2 separate regions of the Mus musculus genome follow, and region 1 is linked to region 2. A link is a contact called in public HiChIP or PLAC-seq data. All regions are on one chromosome and are shown on one strand. The core of a region is the stretch at or near the end of the contact, and the rest is flanking DNA. Distances in the headings are between cores, read along the strand shown.

Evidence for each region. HiChIP or PLAC-seq counts read pairs in DNA pulled down with a chosen protein or histone mark.
Region 1: a Foxp3 HiChIP or PLAC-seq map of regulatory T cells shows a contact between it and region 2, with 4 times the contacts expected there. The contact joins the promoter of Gtdc1 here to the enhancer-like site in region 2. A contact is called at or near these places in 1 of 15 datasets of contacts at CTCF or cohesin (CD8 T cells), 2 of 484 Hi-C or Micro-C datasets (the G1E-ER4 cell line and group 2 innate lymphoid cells) and 2 of 115 datasets of contacts at active chromatin or transcription factors (bone marrow-derived macrophages and regulatory T cells).

The regions. Positions count from the first base shown.
Region 1 is chr2:44,925,086-44,928,523 of GRCm38.p6, forward strand. It overlaps Gtdc1 (glycosyltransferase-like domain containing 1), which reads right to left and starts at 2,151. Exons shown (of 11, transcript NM_001362987.1): 1 at 2,057-2,151.
Region 2 is chr2:44,789,815-44,792,993 of GRCm38.p6, forward strand. The region is part of intron 3 of Gtdc1 (glycosyltransferase-like domain containing 1); the gene reads right to left. It also overlaps the pseudogene Gm13477. Among named protein-coding and RNA genes, the nearest start is that of Gm39807, 120 kb to the left of the region's middle. Within about 2 kb of position 1,512, at least 6 of the 459 cell types and tissues checked have an H3K27ac peak or open chromatin away from gene starts, as enhancers often do. A contact at or near this core is called in regulatory T cells, where this site is marked.

The sequences.
Region 1 (3,438 bases), core at 901-3,400, 140 kb after region 2:
TGGAGGAGGAGTGGCGGAGAAGGGACTAGAAGGTGCGGAGGGATGAGAATCTGTGGTAGGGATGTAATAATATCTGAGAAAAGAATATATTTTTAATTTTTTAAACTGTGTATTCCTTTGACAGAAAACCCCAGCTCAGTTCCCAGAATCTACATAACCCCAAATCCAGGGCATCTGTCACCTCTGGCTTCCACAGACACCTGCACTCACATGTGAATACACACACACAATTTTTTTTTAATTAAACATGTTTTTTAAAGAATATGACTAATAAAATTAATAAAAACTAATAAAACCCTGGCATGGTAGAAAGTGGGAGCATGAGGATAAGGAGTTCAAAACCAGCCTCAACTATATAATAAATTTCTGACCCTAAGCTATATAAGAACCTGTTTCCTAAAAATAAAACCTGAAAATGACTAAATTCAAATTTTTAAACTAAAATAGAAAGAAATGCTTCAACTTAAGAGATAGATGTAAGAATAGTTGGCCAACTGCAAGTAATTGTATCACTTGTATCTGATTCGTCAAAATTAGAAATTATTCTTCCATGATCTGAAAGGGAGGCTAAAAAAGAAAGTCAGTGATTACTTGGCAGGTTTTAAGATACCATAATCAAGAGAGAAAGAAGCAGAGGTCAGGAAAGCATTTTACTTTCTCAGTGGGCTGGGGAGTTGGTCAAATCAGGATCAAGTTTGGTACAAGAGTGTCTATCAGAAGGGTCCATCTAGTAAATCCTTAATAAAGGCAAGTAGTTCTGTTAGTTCCTTCTAAATCTCTGGAAAATGTAAAATAGTGAAGCTGAATAACACTGCTGAGGTCCCTCACCAACAGAGAGTCCTATTAGTCTAGGATTTATAAGGTAAAACTGTCAGCATGATTTCAGAACAGAAGTAAAGACACTGTGTTGCTATAAAGTGTATTCGTAGGTATGGTTTAAGTTTGTCGGAGTATCCTGATTCAAAATGTGTTTCCCCAATCCTCAATATTAAACTGTTTCATTAAATACAGAACAAGACCCTAAGGACAACAGTGTATAATTCTTCTCAGTTGAAGCTGAGAATCTATTTCACATCAAAACCTGGAATGTACTAATGAAAATTCAGTATCTCACTGGGTATGTGGGTTCCAACATGAAACTCTTGTCACTGATAAAGCTTAAGGTAAACGGGTTAATAAGACACAATAAAATGGCTCTGTTGAGTTATACTGCCTTTTCCCCCACAGCAGTTCCTTTACCTAACCACTACAGTAAGCTTTAAAGTCAACTTCAGGGGTGCTAAGTCACGCAAGCTGGGCACAGAGGGGACGATGATCCTCAGCGTGGAGAACGATCGCCTTCAATTCACGTTTTCCATTTCCTTAACTGTGATACAGATGGGAGGGAAAATGTAAGCCCTTTCCTTTGAACTTCCCAGGGCCTCAAGGCACTAACTTTAAGAATTATTTCAAAGCTTATCCAATGAGGGGTAGTTCTACGACTGTAAAAGTTGCACGAGCCCCGCGAAGTGGGAATTGGGGTGCAGACGCTGCCTATCGCGAGATCGAGGGTTAAACTGATTTATTAATGCAACTTTGCTGTCGTTCGGTTAGTTGTAAAGACTTATTAACTCCAAGAGCCCTTCCTCGCTTTAGAAAGCCCCGTCAGGCGGGATCCTGCGGAAACATCAGGCCTATGCCGAATCCTCTAATGAGGGGCCGCGAGGTGTTGGGTCTCGCCGCCTGAGGTGGATCCCGAGTAGGAAAGCGCAGGCCAGGCCTTGCTGCGCGGGAGCCATGGCACGATGTCCCAGTGTCCGCCTGGACTCTGCCCTTCCCAAGCTCCGCGCTAGGGAAAAGCATCGCCCGGGGCCACAGCGCGGCCGGGCAGAGCAGGAGGCCGCGCGTGCGCCCGGGAAGCGCGGCCCCGGCTCCGCCCTCCTCCCCCTCCGCTCCTCGCGGCCGCCGCCCCACTGGGAACTCCGCGCGGCGCGGCCCCGCGAGGCGGGCGCCGGGAGGGAGGGGCCGCGCTCCCCGCCTCCCGCGGCCAGCGCAGCTCCCAGCCAAGGCGACTCACCTCCTCCTCCTCCTCCTCCTCTCCTCCTCCTCCTCCACGGCTCCCTCCAGGCCACCGACAGCCCAGCTGGCGACGCGCTGACGCCGAGCCCCTCCCCCGCGGCCGCCACCGAGGCCGCAGCCCCTCCCCGCTGCGGCTGCCGCGGCCTTGGGGCGCGTCAGGCGCCGGCCCCGCCCTCGCCCCGCCCCTCCCCGCCCACAAGCCTGAGGCTCCGCCCCCGGACGGCGGCCTCCACGCCTAGTCGGTGACTCAGAGGACGCGCGGTGCTGGGCGAACTCTCCACGGTGGCGCGGCTCCTCACACCTGCTCTCCGCCCACGGGCCCCGCGTACGCTTTCCAGTCAGGCCAGCGCCCCCGCCGCCCCTTCGGCTTTTCCGTACTCTCTCTCACTCCTCTGGTCGCTGCCTCCGCTCGCTCGCGCTGCGGCCTTCTCTTCCCCTGAGAGGTCTGGGGGCTGACTCACCGGCTCGCACGTTCTCAGGCAGGTGGCTAGCCGGCACCTGTAGTCCCCTTCCCTGTCCTTCCGGGCGCGCCTAAGCCTCGGGGACCCCGCAAGGCGAGTGCACACCCTCCTGCAGGTATTGGTCAGCACGCCCCGCTTTCCCCCCCCCCCCCCTCGGAATTCTTGCGGGACCTCTCCTAGCCGATGCTGGCGTTTCCTGTACTTAACTTATATGCAGCCTTTTGGCTGTCGAGACTATACGTATTACAGATGCATCTTAGAGTATTAATAATAACATATCTGCGGTCCCCACAAGAGCAGCTACAGAGCAATTAAAAGTCAGAAAGAATCCAAGAAAGTCTAAATGGTTTCTATTAAAAATAGGAATTTATCTCCCTTACATTTCTGTGAGTCTGAATTAGTGATTTCGTATTTGGGATCACGTTGTGGATTAAATGATTCATGCAAAGACAGAACATGCAACGGTAGGTCTATGCTTTTATCTGGTAACTTCATTTTTAAAGCTACAACTTGGAACAGACTGTAGTGCAGAAATGCATTAAGCATACCAAAATAACAGAGCCTGATTAGGCCTTTGGAGTTACAACCACAAGTTGCTTAAAGTTATGTGAGAAAACATTGTTATCCTTAAATTGAACAGTGAAAACGATCTTCTGTTCTAAACAAAGCCCACACTCTATGTGGACCTCCAAAGCTTAAAACCTCTGTTGACTTGAACAACAGTATCCCGAGCATTTAAAAAGCCTAATAAACCATCTGTCCATCTACTTTTACACAAATTGGGAAACACAAAAAAAGTGAATGCAGAAAGCTGAAAATGAGAATTCCAAATGGCAAATGGATCTAGTAAATCCTTTTTCACAGAATAAAATATTGGGGAAAAGCCCAAAGCCTACTATTATTCATCAATCTGGAAAAA
Region 2 (3,179 bases), core at 262-2,761:
GTGGTATATCCCAATAGAAAAAAAAACAGACTAAGAGAAATCATGTATCTAAGAGGACTGGGAAGAAACCTGGTCCATCAAAAAGACAGAAGACAGACCTGAGCTCAAGAGTACAGAAGTCTTTAAATGGAAAGGGTTCTGAAGCAACTGTTAGTGACCATGATGACACTTCTCGTTCCCAGAGGAAGCCATTGAAAAACATTGAGGCAGACCCAACTCAGAAGAGCCTTGCTATTTCTCGACCCGAAAGAGGCTGTAAGTATCAAAACAATGTTACGGCATCACAGAATGTTCATTTAAAGTCTCATACTGAGGAATATACAAGCAAGACACAAATGGAGTCTGCTTTAAATTCGGAAGTGTCTAAACGTTCAGTGTGGGAAGAAAGTGGACCTTCCAGGTTCAAGAATTATGAAATGCCAGGAAGCAGTAATTCTGAGATGGGTGATGAACAGGACCAGAAGAGTTTGCATTTTAAAACAAGAAGTTCTAATATGTTACCAGATAAAAAATTACATCACAAATTAGTACTGCCCTCCAACTTACCAAATGTTCATCGATCTAATAGAATAAGTTTGAAACCTCTGGAGTATTGGCGAGGGGAACGGGTAGATTATCAAGAAAGCTCGTTGGGACAACGTGTGCTTGAAATAGTATCCCCAGGTTCAGTACCCATCAAAATAAAGGCACAAAGAAACCTCAGCAAAGTCAACAAAAAAGTTACCAAGAAACAGACCCATCTCAATACCCGTGAAGAGACTAAGATGGAGTTGCCTCTGGGTATACCTCTGGGAGATCCCTTTCAGGCAACACTGGCAAAGGACCCAGAAACAAGAGAGGCTGTCCCCACGGATCTTATAAGACCACAAGGTACATACTGCTTTTTTGTTGAGCAACATGGTTTGAAAGTTTTTAAAACATTGGATACAATATTTTTTTCTACTGGAAAACTGGTTTTAGGACCCTATGGAGAGAAAGGAAAACAGCATGTTGGCCAAGATATATTGGTTTTTTTATGTTAACTTTGGTAACCTTTTATGTACATTACATGAAACACCTTATAAGATAACTACTGGGGATTCATTCTATGTTCCTTCAGGTAATCATTACAACATTAAAAACCTCTTGAATGTGAAAAAAAAAAAAGAAATGTAATTGCCATTACCTATAGGTAATGTATAAAAACACAAATGTTTAGATAATCACCTGAAATTTAGAGGACTTAAAGAGAGAGTTCTCAACTCTGTCCTCTCTTAAGATCTTGAACAATAAGTAGGGTATGGTGGTGAGAACTTTTAATCCCAGCAGTTAGAGGAGGCTGAAGCAGAGGCTCTCGTGAGTTTGAGACCAGCCGGATCAACACAGTAAAACCCTGTCTCAAAAAAAGAAAAGAAAAAGTAAAAGAAAAAATGAAATAAAATGAAACAAACAATGATCATGAACAAAATCAAAGGTTTGAAGGGAAGTGGAAAACCTTTAAACAAGTGCTTTAAACAAGGCCCAATGAAGTTTCCTGTTTCCTCTTCTCTACGGGTCTTATTTTCTCTCTTGCTCAAAAGGGCAAAGGGCTGTGCTTCCCCTTTCATTTCTGAGTGGTGATTTCATGGAATATCAAATTCTGGGTAGATCATTTGTTTCATCACGTTGAAGGCCGAGTTTTTCTATCTTTCTACAATATAACATCACATTCATACTATCTTGTCCATTTTTGGTTAGATTGGCATGGAAAGGTAATCCAGCTCCTGTAACTTCTTTTTGTTTAGAAGTTGATGTTTTCCAACAAATACCTGTAACCACAAATGACACAAAAACACATCCAATATGGGTATTAGGGTGGCAAACAGAAAGTAAAGCATACTTGCTTTGTCTAGATTGGCATAATATTACTCCAGGGGAAAAAGCAACATAAATTTTGGAGAAGAAATAGAATTACCTACTTTCTTGGTCGTAACTGCTAGAGTGTCTGGATACTGTTTTCAACCAGTGGACTATATCCATGTTTAAATAGTATACAGGCAAAAGCATGAGGGATGAATGTTATTAATTAAAATAAGATGGTAAAGAAAACAGAAAAGTCAAAGAAATGAGAAAAAATTAATTTAATTTCGGTTCATTACACAGATCTAACACAGGCTATCTGGTAATGCAGACCTTTAACTTCAGTTGCTCAGGAGAATTACAAGTTCAAAGTCTGCTGCGGCTACACAGACTGAGTCCAAAGTCAGCCTGTACAGCAGAGTGAAATTGTCTCAAAGCAGAAAGAAAGTAGTAGGTTGGGGAATAGCCCTGTGGTAGGTGCTCGCCTAGAACGTGCAGGCCCTAGACCCAGTCCTTATTCCTCAGAAAGCAAATACATGCCTTTGTTATCTAAACAGTGTAATTATAAAGGTTAACAATGGAGGGGACTACAGATTTTACAAACTCAAGGAGAATTTTGTTAATAGAACAAAGGAAAACAAAACCTGTTTAACATAGGAGGAAAACAATCTAAAACATTGCTACAGAACATGTTACAGAACATTAAAAAATTAAGAAGAAACAAAAAATTGCCTAGAAAATCAAACCAAACAATAAATAAATCATTAAGTTATCAAAAGAAAGGTGAAAGTCCTAATGAATGATATTGAGCCAAGTTGAAGGAATCTACAGAAGGTAAAAGGCTGACATAGACCAGCACATAACAAAATAAATTTCAAATGATCCAAATGCCTCAATGTTAAAAATACTAAGGATCCATACATAAAAAACCACTAATAATCTAAAGTACTGTAAGATAAATTTCCTCAGAGGGTAGTCCTTATGGATATATAGTATATCAGTAATAAAAATAAAACATACTATTTTAAATTTTCTAGTAGCTCCACAAATGTTCTAATAGATGTGGGCCTCCTTCCCTGACCAAGAAGCTACCTACAACTAATATCCACTACCAAAGGAAAAGTCATTTTTCTCCAAAAATGTTTCACTGGGTATTTTAAATATACTTCAGGGCAAGTTCTATGCTTAGGAATCATTGGCCAAAACAAAACTAACTCAATAGAATTTTTATAGATACTTTTTGTCTCAGTTTGCTTTGTTTGAATATTTTTTATTGTACTGGTTTCTTTTATTCTTAGTTTTATTTCTATTTGGGAAGAAGGAAGTTGGCAAGTCCTGCTGGTATGGCTTGACATGGCATG